Linked DNA regions of Zea mays: region 1 is linked to region 2. Evidence: chromatin contacts called from public Hi-C data. All regions are on one chromosome and are shown on one strand. Each heading gives the region's core, a stretch centred on a gene start, on an enhancer-like site or on the middle of the called end of the contact. The rest is flanking DNA. Distances are from core to core; before and after follow the strand shown.

Region 1 (2,700 bases), core at 2-2,501, 230 kb before region 2:
GAGGACATAGGGCTAGGACTTCTAAACCGGCGCCTGTCAAGATCACTAAATCCATGGTCATGAACCATGCTTGATACCCGCATGATTTCTACGTGACACAAATGACGAAGAAAAGAAAAACAGCAGAGTTAGTTGTCAGAAAAGAAAAAAATAATATAATTGTTTAAACATAGGGTGTCATAATAGCACCACACAACACATAAAAAAAGGACAAGCAACATCTCAAATAATAGGTTATGGATAGCAGAGTGTGTAGTCTTGCAGATGGTTTCCTCAAATGGAAACAATATACATTTTTTATTAAACAAGATAATAATCAATATCCAATGCAATCCAACTAAGTTATCAATTATCATCCTATTCCGCAGAATGCAAGCCGCGGGAATAGGATGAACAATTGATTGCATCCCCTATACAAACCTTCCCTGATCAATATGCTGTTTCCAGCCATCTTGATCATTGGTGGTGGATCAACTAAGAACTCGTTACCAAACTTGGTAGCAAGAGTGCAAGACAGTCAAAACAATGGGCTAGAAACAGGGACAATAAGACTAATGGGATCACTCTACGCCAGCGAAGAGAAGACAAATCAAGGCGGCGGCTTGGCAACTCTACCATCCCCGCCAGCATAAAAGCCGCAGAAAAAAGATCAGCAGCCATCCGAGCATTGAAGCCTCGCGATTCCCCAGTCCCGATTGCAGAGGAACCCCCTCGGAGGCTCGAGCGCACAGGATTTGTCACCAATCAGCAAGCAACAGTGAGCAAGCGAGGGGTGGGAAAAAAAGATCTCTCACCTTGATTGAGCAGCCGGCTGCATATCGGCAGCACCTGCATGAAGGGCCCCAGCTTCTGATGCTCCGCGAGAAGCTCGGCCAAGTACTGGCTGCGGAGGAAGCAAGCAGCGACGGCACCGTCAGCACACCGGCCCAATCAATCGCGGGGAGGAGGGAAGGAAGCGGAAACGGAGCGATCGTTGGATCAAGAGTTGGCAGCAAGTAATCCGATGAGAAATTAGTACCTGTCAGCGTCGGGGTTGCTCCTAATCTGGGGGGAGAGGGTTCTTGCAGGGGAGAAGCCCTGGCTGTAGAGGCCTGACATGGTGGCGGCCGGGTGGAGAGGGAGAGAGAGGGCTGGGAAAGAGAGAGAAAGAGAGTTTTTTTTTCTTCTTTTCCTTCTAGCGGAACTGTCGGAATGAGGGTGATGACACAGAGAGAAAGAGGGCCGGTGAGGGAGGGGTTTACTTGCAGTCGCAGCTCACACACAAGGGGAAAACGAAAAGAAAAGGAAGTGACTGCATGAGGAGTAACGATAGAGGTGTAATCGAATTAGAATCCGAACAGATATTAACGAGATCATATTTATTTTTATATTTTTGTTCAGATTCAAATCCGAATATAGATAACTTCGGATATAAATAAAAATACAGATGTTTTTAATTATAAATATTGATAATCGTGTATCGAATACGAAACTAATCAGATACGGATAGCATCGGCAATGAAATTTTTGTCGAATACCATGTAAGACACTATTTAGCCACTCTTTGAGTCCAAATTTTTTTAACATTATATGTGGACATGTGTTGTGCCTTTGTAAAATTTTATGAATTTCTTATGCTATTTGTGTATTATTAATTTCTTTCTGCAGAAAATCATCAAATTGCAATTAAATTCATAAAATATTCTTGTGTTGACCGAAAATTGTATATAAGTTACCAAGACTAATAAACATTCTATAAGAAGATAACCTTAAGTCTCCATACGTAAATGATAAAGTGAAGTATTGATTATATTGAAACTTGGATACTTAGAATGATTTCTCGTGTAACTTATGCAACAAGTGAAAGTGAAATGGAAGAAATGATGACATATTATGGATTTTTTGGTCCAAACATTTTTTTGTCATATATGGACATATGTTGCGCCTCCCTAAAATTTCATGAATTTCTGAGGCTATTTGCGTATGATTAATTTTTTGTTTAAAAATCCATCAAAATGCACACAACTATCCCGCCATCATGCTTCATATAAGGCAAATGTATGATTAGAAGTTGCATAGCGTTGAAGAAGTCTGGAGAAAAGACCTTCTCCATTTTACAAATAAGCAATGCAACATGCTCTTCAAGCAAGTGGATAACATTCTTTCTAAGCTATTTGGAACACAATTGACAGTAGAAGAAACTAAGCTCAGCCAAACAACACCTTACTTTCTCTAGTAAAAACTCATGAAACCCTATAAGAAGCAACCTTTCGGTAAAGATGTAATGGTCATGACTTTTTAGTCTAAATTTTTTCTTTTGTAGCAGATTCACACCATGCTTTAGGTTGGATGCATATGCACATGGAATTATAATTCATCGAACCATTGTAAGATGGTTGGCTTAACATCTTTGTGAATACTAAATGGACCTCTAGGCATATCCCATTTTCCATTTCTCTTTTATATCGAATGCATGGAAGGATGATTACATATATTAGCCAAATCTAGCCTAGCTTTCAAATTTTATTTGATCTTTTAAGGTATGTCAAAACATGTGTTCCATATGGCTTCACCCATATTCTTTTCATTATGCATCACACCAATATTCTGCAGAAGTAGCAACTTAGGAAAATATGAAAGTTTCCTAAAACAAAGTGCATGTGTCCAATTGTGCAATTTACCATAGGTTTGTGTATCACATGCAAACTGGTTCACATGGAC
Region 2 (2,700 bases), core at 13-2,512:
GCACCATCCATGTAAGAATCGCCCCATTTCTGCCATATCCACCGCTACCATTAGCTTGGTGCATGCTTCCTTGCTTCTGAGAAAACCTCTGAAGAATCAGCTCCACTGTGTCCGCCAACTGCTTCGGAAAGCTCACTGCGTACCCTATCAGGCTCGTCGCCAGTGCAGCAAAAGCGAAGCCTCGAACAGCAGGCAGCGCGGCTGGATTCACTGAGAGGAGGAGTTTGATAGGGTCATCAAACCCAGCATTGCCGCCAGCACTAGCCAGCCCGAGAATGACGGCATTCCATGACAGCACCATGGCCAATGGCACAGCGCCCCCAATCAGTATCGCCTTCCGAGCGTCGTACACCGAGTCTCCCACGATCTTGCAGATGAAGGGTGTGATGACATGGAACCCGAGCGTGAGCACGGTCACCGGTATGGCCGGCAGGATCGCGCCTGGGCTCCAGCACGCGTAGCTGAGAGATCCCAGCAAGCTGGTCCGACCGACGGACACGCCAGTCACAACGAGAGCGGTAATGGAAACAAGCATCAGGCCACAGAGGGCTCGGTTGGCGCCGTCGACGGCCTTGAAAGGGAAGAAGGCGATGAGGACGCCGGCGAAGCAGGGGAACAGGGCGTTGGCCAGGACCGGACTCACCCCGGGGAACAGCTGGGAGACGAGCGAGCCGATGCCGGCGACGCAAGCGACGAGCAGGGAGAAGCTGAGCGCGGCGTACACGACAGCGACGACCGCGCCAGGGCCCGCCCCCAGGGTGCTCGACGCAAGTCCCGTGAAGCTGACCTCGTCGACGCCGTCACGCGCCATGGCGGCGAAGCTGAGCTCTGCGACGAGGACGATGGAGGACACGACGTAGGCCCACGAGAGCAGGATGCAGACCGCGGAGGGCGCCTGGCCGGAGCGGATGGTGGCGGACGGCAGGCCCAGCATGCCCGGCCCGACCGCCGTGCCGATGATGAGGCTCACCGCTGCCCAGAAGCTCTTCTTGACCTTGACGGCGTCGTTTCCATCGGCCTCGACAGGAGGAAGGTCTTCGATAACGTCGCTGGCGCTGTGCCGCCACCGCCATGGACGCCTTGGCGACGGGAATAGGGAAGGTAGTGGCGACGGTGGCGGAGGAGGGTTGGCGGATGCAAGGGCTAGGGGCCGAAGCGGCCGGAGACGGCGGAGATGGGTGGAGCGGAAGGCGGCCGGCGGTGAGGAAGGGGTGAATTTGTGGTGGCAGTGGTGGCGGCCGGAGAGTAACATGGCTGTAAACTGTAGACTGTAATTTTTCAGATCGACTGCAAAGAGGACGTCGAAAGAGAGTTTTTTTTTAACCAAAAGCTCCTCCAATGACCGGGCTTCTAAAATTTAGTATCCTGAATATGGCAATTGGGATTGTAGTATTAAAACACCTTCCGGTTTGGTCTTTTGGTATCCGACCTCGTTTGATCTCTCTTCCAGTGAAATGTTCCTTAACTGGGCGGTGTTACGACAGTTTATCTCACCGCCAACGACAAACACAGTGACTTCCCCGTGCCCCATAGATTAATCATTACTTCACATTGCGTCAGATGTATATTAGTCTCTCACCATTGAAGATGCTGACCACACGTGGATTGAGGCACCAACGGCGCCTTAGGACATTTGTGCTCCCCTCCCATGGTTGTGGCCGCTTAACCTTCTCAACTCATCGGCAGAGACTTGCATATGTTTAATAGCGTCTAAAAGACCATCCCAAACTCGATTTAATCCCTGCGCCTACAACAAAAAACGAAGAATGAGATTCACTGACACATTATAGTATTGACTATTTGCTACTAAGAATTTAGGGACAATTTATAGTACAATCATGCAATTTAAAGTCCAATGTTAACACTTTTTCATGAAGAAGCAATTCTATTAGTGACACTAAAACAATATTGTCACTCCAAATCTATAATGTTATTGACACTAAAACCTACCGGATCATGTGTGCTAGATGATCGATAGCGCAGATGTAACCTGCTAGTGCCATAAAGAATGTTGCTCCTGTCAAGCGAGGCGGCGACGGTGGTTGTGCCCCTACTCCCATCCATCGCACTAGCCCCATTTTCAAATTACTCGTGCACACATCTTCCACGACATCCAGTGAAGCTCCCTGAATCAGCCAATTGAGCTCTACCGCCATGGTTAGGCTAGACTCCTCGCCGCCGACGAGCCCATCCACCTACTCTCGTGGCCATGACGCCTCCAGTCACCTCAGGCGACAAGCCGACCATCGACGTGTTCGCCATGACTCCCTCGACCTCACCCAACCCCTCGCCGGAGCTCTACTACCACCGGTGAGCCTCGAGGCCCCTTTCTTTGCCTCTGTCACTGTTCCGGTAAACTAAGGACGACGGGTTAAGGGGAGAAAAAGCCAGGGGGTTTTCTGCAAAGACTATGACTCACGTCGATAGTAGAAGAAGGACTTATGTTGAAAAAAGCTTAAGAAAAGATCAGGGCTCGGTGCAAATCGATTTTCCTTTTCTATTTAGATTAAATACTTTATTTAATCTGTAGAGAACCTAGGAAATGCATAACTAAATAAATACGAGTCCAAAAATGGTAGACCCATTTTGCAATACTCTGGACAATCAAACTTCAAATTAAAAATATGTAACCATGTAGCCTTTGTACTTTTTATAGGCATTTTGATTTAAAGTCATAATCTGCCCATTTCAAATAAAATT

Evidence for each region. A called contact is a pair of places that touch in the nucleus more often than the background predicts.
Region 1: a Hi-C map of leaf shows a contact between it and region 2, with 5 times the contacts expected there. The contact joins the promoter of LOC100283658 here to the promoter of LOC100192996 in region 2. A contact is called at or near these places in 2 of 25 Hi-C or Micro-C datasets (bundle sheath and leaf).

Annotation. Positions count from the first base shown.
Region 1 is chr7:21,948,782-21,951,481 of Zm-B73-REFERENCE-NAM-5.0, reverse strand. It overlaps LOC100283658 (nucleic acid binding protein), which reads right to left and starts at 1,251. Exons shown (of 7, transcript NM_001156559.2): 1 at 1,019-1,251; 2 at 795-883; 3 at 1-88. The coding sequence starts at 1,098.
Region 2 is chr7:21,716,249-21,718,948 of Zm-B73-REFERENCE-NAM-5.0, reverse strand. It overlaps LOC100192996 (Tryptophan/tyrosine permease), which reads right to left and starts at 1,262. Exons shown (of 2, transcript NM_001138167.1): 1 at 1-1,262. The coding sequence starts at 1,252.